Linked DNA regions of Mus musculus: region 2 is linked to region 1. The links are chromatin contacts, called in public HiChIP or PLAC-seq maps. All regions are on one chromosome and are shown on one strand. Each heading gives the region's core, a stretch centred on a gene start, on an enhancer-like site or on the middle of the called end of the contact. The rest is flanking DNA. Distances are from core to core; before and after follow the strand shown.

What was found. HiChIP or PLAC-seq counts read pairs in DNA pulled down with a chosen protein or histone mark.
Region 2: an HNF4G HiChIP or PLAC-seq map of pancreatic cancer cells shows a contact between it and region 1. The contact joins two enhancer-like sites. A contact is called at or near these places in 2 of 115 datasets of contacts at active chromatin or transcription factors (embryonic fibroblasts and pancreatic cancer cells).

The regions. Positions count from the first base shown.
Region 1 is chr1:71,863,741-71,867,671 of GRCm38.p6, forward strand. No RefSeq gene overlaps it. Among named protein-coding and RNA genes, the nearest start is that of Gm8883, 22 kb to the right of the region's middle. Within about 2 kb of position 2,056, at least 36 of the 459 cell types and tissues checked have an H3K27ac peak or open chromatin away from gene starts, as enhancers often do. A contact at or near this core is called in embryonic fibroblasts and pancreatic cancer cells, where this site is marked.
Region 2 is chr1:72,068,527-72,072,457 of GRCm38.p6, forward strand. No RefSeq gene overlaps it. Among named protein-coding and RNA genes, the nearest start is that of Gm4319, 53 kb to the right of the region's middle. Within about 2 kb of position 2,120, at least 49 of the 459 cell types and tissues checked have an H3K27ac peak or open chromatin away from gene starts, as enhancers often do. A contact at or near this core is called in embryonic fibroblasts and pancreatic cancer cells, where this site is marked.

The DNA.
Region 1 (3,931 bases), core at 806-3,305:
GCCCAGAATAGACCATTTTATTATATTTAAAAGAGAAACCCCTGGATAGGCAAGCTGTAAACTTCAGCTGCTGCCCACAGAAAGATAATGGAGAAGAAAGACCTGTTTAAAGTGTTGTAAAGGTCGGGCACATGGTAGATAAGCAGCTACATGGCCAGCAGAGAAGCTTTAAAAGCAGAGTAAGGAAGCCCAAAATGTGGGGGTGGGGGAGAAATCCCAAAGTGTCAAGGAAAGCATGGTTAGGCATGAGATAGGAAGGCGATGAAATATACGTCTTTCTAAGTAAATCAGAAGAGCAGGCAGACTCATGGGTCATGGTCCATGAGGTACTGCACCAGGGGCAGGGATACCGGGAAGGAAATGTACAGTGTTTCAGTAAAGGACTAATTATTCCACCTATCTCCTTAGTATGGCTGAAGGTGAGCGGGCCTTTCTCGGAATGATCGCTTGCCCAAAGGGATTGAACCACCCAACCGAAGCATCAGGTTTATACCCAGGCCAGAGATTTTATTCTCCCGAGCAGAAGATTTTACCCTTAATGATAGTGTCAGACTATCTTTTATGTTTGTTTGCATGGTTCAAGACACAGTCAAAGACACAGCTCCTGGGGTCCAATAACACAGAGGAGAAACAAAGAAATTATAGAATCAAGAAATTACCAGATTTGGTTTTTCCAAGAATGAGGAAAACAATGATAGAAAATGCTAGAAAAGGCTCATTGACCTACTTAATCTTCATCACTGACCTATTTAATCTTCATCATTGTAATAATCAGTTCGTGTTTTGTTATCTGAAGCAGGCAGAAACATTGCAATCATCTCAGTGAACGTGAATGTATCTGACTTGTGTAAAGAGGGCATCTCTTCATGTGTTTATATATAAAAATCAGAATTTAAATTATAATATACTGGGTACCCGAATGACACCTATGAATAAGAAAATAAAGAGTGCCTATTGGTCGTACGATTTAAACATCAGTGTTACACATTGAGGGAAAAAGTAATTGCATGCAGCCAAGACAATTTTCACGGCTGAAAAACACATTACATTTCTTTATCTTTGAGCTGATTTACTTTATGTGTTTCTCTAAAACAGAGTCACAACAGGCCAAAGGGAACAAAAAACGAGTGTGTTCTCCCACCCCCACCCTCCCGCCCTTGGGGAATAAGCTCAGATCTGAACACGCTGATGAAAGCTATCTGGCTTTTGTCGCTGCTGGGAATCAGCATGAACGTGTTGATGGATTCTGCAGAGCCTGGTCACAGGCTGAAATCAGATGGAAAGTGGGCAACGCCTAACACAGAACTCTAGGCGAGGAACAGCAATGCTAGCAGCGCAAGTCATTACCTTGCTTACATTAATGTGTTCATTTTAATAAAATCTTGGGGAAGAAATAAAATCTGAAAATCAATGGAGTTTTCAAGGCTTGTGTTACATCTCTTCCTAGAGTGAAGTACCAAGAGTTGTCTTGCTCTTCTTTCATCAGCTCTCTATTCTCTCCAGTCAATTCATTTGTCAAGCATCTATGCAGAGAGGAATCCCCAGCCCACCTTCTCTGTGAGCTCAGCCCCTGTTCCTATCACTCCTGGTCCCCACTCTGCTTCCATTCAGACCAGTGTTACAATGCCCTAAGAATAGATCTCCAAATCTCCCTAGCTTCAAATAATTAGCACTATGAAAATTCTACCGAGAGAGTCTTCCAGACAGACTTCTTTCTTCTGCCCTTTTCAAAACAATTGCCACTGGAAAGAAAAGTTAAGTCAGGAAACAATGTTTCTCTCCAGAGGCCACAGATCACTATTCGCTCCCATTTCATTGGCTAAAGCCCCATTAACCCACAAGCAACCTGGCTCATCCCATTCTCATCTGTATCCAGGTGGATACATGTCGTTCTTTGTGATGCCTTTCACCTGAAGGAACAGAGGTTTTGTTCTCCTCCCTTCTCATCAAAATATAAACGTTGTCAGGTTAGGAACCTTGTCTATTTTGCTCATTGCAGAATCCACACATCTGAGAACCCAGATTCCTGGTGAATTCTTGGTGGGTGAGCAAATAACCATGCAGGAAATGGATCATAAAACAAATGTCAAGTGCGAGGGCTGAAGGGAGTCAGCTATTAACACAGAGAGGGAGGCAAGTGAGACCAGACCTGTGGCTGAGCAGAGAGTTTTCATAGCCTCTCAGTGGCTTTTGTGACCTAAGGTAATCAGACAACCCCACCCCCTACTACCACCCGTATAAGACGTTAAACATCTGGAGTTTTAAATGTAATTTTCTCATGTGATTCAAGTGTTTTCAGAACCACATTTTCAGGTCATGGCCACTAAACATGATTTTAATCTTAGCCTTTACCACGGGGTGAGAAGCTGAAGATGTGCACTGCGGACCCTCCAAAGGTCACATTGAGTGGAGAGAAGAATACAGAAGACAAAGAGATCCCCAAGCCCAATGCCTCAGCACCTAAGCAGTAATTTAAAGGAGTCTGCTCCTCCTCCTCACCTCCCACCCCATCCCTCTTCATCCAGGAATTAGAAAAGGAGTATTATTGTTGTTGTTGTTGTTATTGTTATTATTATTATTTACTTAGAGAAATACCTCCCCTTTTCCTTGTGAATACTAGTGAAAAGTAAGAAGGGAGTCAACCCTGCCTTATGACTGTGTGTCTTATGCAATAGTATATAACTAAATAAGAAACCATGGTAAAGGTCTCCAAAGTGAAAATATCTAGAATAAAAAATTGTTATGACCAAATAACATTGGCAACTGGTAATTATTTCCTATAACAGACTAGACCAAACCAGGAACTCTCCTCTATAGCTAATAATTTGATCTGGTTACATAATGAGTGTTTCTTTTCTTTGGCCTGAAGTTGAACTTGTATATGGAGGGGCTGCCAAGCCTATTTTCCCTGGAATGAAATGCTGTTTTTCAGTTGTATCACCCATGGGGGCTCTAATTCAGATGGAAATGTTAAAAAAAAATCAAATGTCTGTACTTCCTTGAACCTAGCTGGAGGTAGTTCAGGGGTTCATCCCATTTTTCTTCTCTAGGGAGAATTATTACAAAGTGAGATCAATCAAACTCGAAGTGTAACTGTTGACTACGGCAGCCCCAAGCCTACACATCAGTGTTCTATGGAACCAATGACAAAATGCCCCAGATACTCAAGTCAGAGGCACGCTGAATTCCAGGAAAACTGCTTCTCTAAGGAGGTGTTTGAATCAAAACAAATCTTATGGGATTGGGGAGATGGCCCAGTAGGAAGGATGCTTGCTGTAGAAGCACGCAGGCCAGGTTCAGACTCCTGGCACCCACATGCTATGCCCATGTATATGCAGCCTGTACAACGGTGCGAGCCTATGATCCCAGTTCTAGTAACGCAGACAAGAGGATCCATCACAAAAATAACATGTGTTCCTTAGGCCATCTCCTGAGGAACCACACACATGAATCCCCCATACAGGTGGACACACGAAAATCTACAGACCACCTTCCACTCCCATAGCCTACAGAGAGTACTACCACTTTCCATAAGACTCCTGAAGAACTCCACAAACTATTCTCTCTGTAGGGCCACTGCTCTTTTAGAAAACTATGAACATGTCTGACATATATTGGTACAAATTCTAGGATAACTGGGGAAACAGCAACAATACCTCTTAACAGAGGTCCCTCTGTCCAGACCGCTCCATGCTTCAAATTTTCATAGCACACGTGGACCTGACTGTCTTACAAGATTTGCTCCGTGTAACTGGAAACTGTGACCTTTTGGTATAAAGTAAGTAGGGTCTCCAGTCCTTGGGTTTTAAAACAAAATTACTAAGATGAGAACTGGAACTCTTGTCCTCACAGAAGTAAATTGAAGTATTAAAATCTTGGAGATAAGTTTGTGAACAGAATAAAACTGCTTTCACAGAATTCTACAATTCAT
Region 2 (3,931 bases), core at 870-3,369, 200 kb after region 1:
TAGCAAGTCCATTCCTTCACTGACATTAAAACCTACTTCTTTGGGATTCCAGCTATACTGAAGACCAGTTGAAACACCCATCTCATGGACGGAACAATTACTGGGTTCTTGGAACTTTCCTTCATATGCAGTCATTTTTGGATTAGCTGGACCACAGCCTATAAGCTATTTAATAACACCCCTCCCCCATCTCTCTCTCTCTCTCTCTCTCTCTCTCTATATATATATATATATATATATATATATATATATCACTAAAGAACCCTGATGAATACGGACACACATGCACTGAATTTAGGAATAAAAGTCTCAAAGGGGAAAAAGAAGACAGAAAATGGAAGGTGGTGTGGCCAGCTTCTAGTTGTAAGATTATCCTGTAATATGTTCAGATGAAGATTAGTTTAGAGAAATGTCACTTAGGCAGGGAAACCAAAGTAAGGTAATATGTTTAGTGACAAACAGGAGCAATGGTTCAGAGTAGCCTGAAAGATTCCCAGGCATCCAAAGACAGATATAAACTAAGCACAATGGGAAAGAGTTGGCACTAGAAAGGGTGTAGTGTAGGAAATGCCAAACTGAGATGTGATCCTTATGGACAGAGAGCTTGATTCAAAGAGAGGCTGAACTACCAGGATGACTGAAAACAAAAGACTAATCGCATCAAAATGGTTGGCAAGGACAGAGCCACTCGCTCTCACACACTGCTAATGAGAGTGGCACATGACACAATCTCTAAGGAAAACTGCTTCTCAGCTCTCAGCTCTTTCAGGCTGTCTACCCATCCACCCTGTGATGCAGCAATCCCTCGTCTAGGTTCTTAGCCAAGAGAAACAAAAACATGCATTCTCATAAAGACTCATACAGGAATGTTTATAGCAGCCCTATTCGTAATTATCATAAATTGGATGCAAGCCAAATGTCCATCAATAGGAGAATGGGTAAACAAGTTGTGGTATATTCATACCATAACAAAAATAATTCTCTGTAATAAGAAGAATAAACTACTAATGCAAAAAACAACCTTGATAAATAGTAAAAATATTATTCTGGGGCAAGTTTTGGCAGTCTGCAGTTCACAGGCCCAATCTAGTTCACCATCTACTTTAAAGAAAGCACTATTGGAATCTGACCACGCCCACTCATTTCCATATTTTCTGCGCTTGCTATATAGCAGCAGCCCTAAGAGTTGAGAGACCAGAACTACAAAGCCAAGGACAAAAACATCACTATCGAGTTCTTTACATAAGACATCTGCCAACCTCTGTAGAAAAAAAAAAAAAAACCCACAGAAAAGTACATACTCTGTAATTTCCATTGTGTGAAATACAAGAACAGACCCAGACTAGCTCACATCAATTAGGCAGTGTATCAGTCTGAGTCCTCCAGGCAAACAGAGTCAATAGGATATGCTTTTATTCTGAGAATTGGATTATATCATATTGAAGCCCAGACACTGCAGAACATGTCATGTACAAATGAGAGAAGTAGAATTGCTGGCATAAGTCACAGAATGGGAAAACAAAACAAACAAACATCAAAAAGCCTAAATGTTGATGTCCTACTCCCCAGCAAAAGGAGAGGGAGGTGGGAACTATTTCATCCTCTGACATTTTCTTCTCTTTGGTCCTTCCATGAATCTCTTAATACAGATCTATCTTCATTCAGCATAGCAATTCAAGAACTGGTCCCTTCTGAAAACACCCTCATAGACATACCCATAAACAAGGTTTTACCTAGTATCTGGGTATCCCTTATCACAGTCAAGTTAATTTATAAAAGTAGCCATCACACAGTAAGAGAGAATTCACAGAAAATACACACACACACACTAAATAAATATAAAAAAAATCTTCTGGTTCATAAATTTCACAAATTGATTTAAATCATGCTGTACCTTTGTTTTAATGGGTTATAATACAACACTTTGAGGCTGTTTTTATAGAAATCAGAATCAATTCAGTATAATTGGACATAATTTTGACTCGCAGAAGATTTCTAACTATGGTCACGATGCCCACATCTTATTCCTCTACCATGGAGAGACCTAGGGCTTCCTCATTCACTCCAGTTACTCATTCAGCAAGCATGGCCACGGGCTCAGCAAGCCACACAATGAGTTAGGCATTTCCTCATCATCAGAGGAGTCATAGTCAGTTGAAATAGCTCTCTGATAACATCACACAGCATGACGACCACTGCAAAGCACCTGGACTTTGTTATTCCTGCTAAGCCCTCCACAGAACACAAGCTACCCTGTCCTGTTATCTTTCAATTCCTTACCAGGCTGGTAGCCAGGTCTTTGCTTACGTATCTGAGCTTTCTGTATATTTCAGTGGAAACTTTGTATGGCTGAATTTAAACACACACACACTCATACAAGGGGAGGCTGAAGTTGAGAAAGAGAGACAGGGGAGAAAGGGGGAGAGAGGTTATTTGGGCATACTAAAATTCAGACCATAGTTTATAAATTGTCGGATCTGTGGAGACTAGAAAAAAAAGCAAAGCAAGTTCAATATATGACAGCAGGTGACTGATCTTAGCCTCAGTAATGAAGATAAAACAGGATGCTGGGAGTGTGAAGATGAGGAAAAGAAATGTTAGCCATACGCTCGGCCCAAGCCAGCTATAGCCTGGAAGAATAAAAGTCCCACCTTGTTGTATCTGCTGAGATCTCAATAACCCTAGGCATAGTCAAATGAAATCGTCATTTGAAAAAAAATCTTCATTAGAAACTGTAGCAACGTATTCCAATTTTAAATTCTATATAAGACATAACCATGAATACCAAAGAAAAACAAAAGGCCACGTCAATGAATACGATCACTGGGTCAGTTTTCCACCCTTGGTCTAAATACACTGAGAGAATTAAGAGACCATCTAAGAAAGGGGGAGATAGATGGGGTATCCAACTGCTCTGAGCATGGAATAGTCTCTGCAACAGAGAAGTCAGATGGAAAGGTGAAATGGAATGAAGATATGAGACCAGTGCATGATCACAATAGCAGTCCACCTGCAATGACAGGTTGGTTCTTGGGGAAGGGTGGATCTATTAGCAAATAAGAAAAGCACTACTAGGTGCTATATGTAGAGAGCCTCAGCAAGGGCTTTGGTAGCTAAACACGTCATAAAGAAACGGAGTTGCTGGCAGGGCCACCTGCCTTTAAATAGACCTGTAGGTTTAGCCAAGAATCCACCACAGAGCAGACCACCATGGTAGAGTGACCAGGAACTTTCCCACTTTCCACACACATCTTAGAACCCATTCAACATCCCTATTATGACTGGGCAAGAACCCACAAGAGAATCAAACTGGATTCAACTATATGTAGAAAATTAAGGAAGTCAGTTTCTTGACACACAGCCCCCAATCATCTTTAAATAATTTATACAATTAGGTGTCAACATTTGACTAAAATATAGTGAGATAAAAGCATTGGTTCCCAACCTGTGGGCCATGACCCCTTTGACAAACCTCTCTTTCCAAAAACATTTACTTTGCAATTCACAACAGTAGCAAAATTACAGTTATGAAGTAACAATAAAAATAATTTCATGGTCAGGGGTTACCACAACACAAGAAGCTGTATTAAAGGGTCGCAGCATTAAGAAGGGTGAGAACCACTGGGCTAAAGAAATAATTATTTATCCTGAAAGGATAAAAGAAGATACAGTATTTCAAATTGGGTATCAGTTCCCTTTTATGGGATGCTCCAAATGGCCAGGGCCTCTCAGAGGATTAGAAAATAGTGGGGGGGGGGCAGAGTGAGCAGAGGTCCTGAGTTCAGTTCCCAGGAACAGATGGCTCACAACCATCTGTACAGCTACAGAGTACTCATACACATAAAATAAATAAATCTTAAAAGAAGAAGAAGAAGAAGAAGAAGAAGAAGAAGAAGAAGAAGAAGAAGAAGAAGAAGAAAAGAAAATGGTG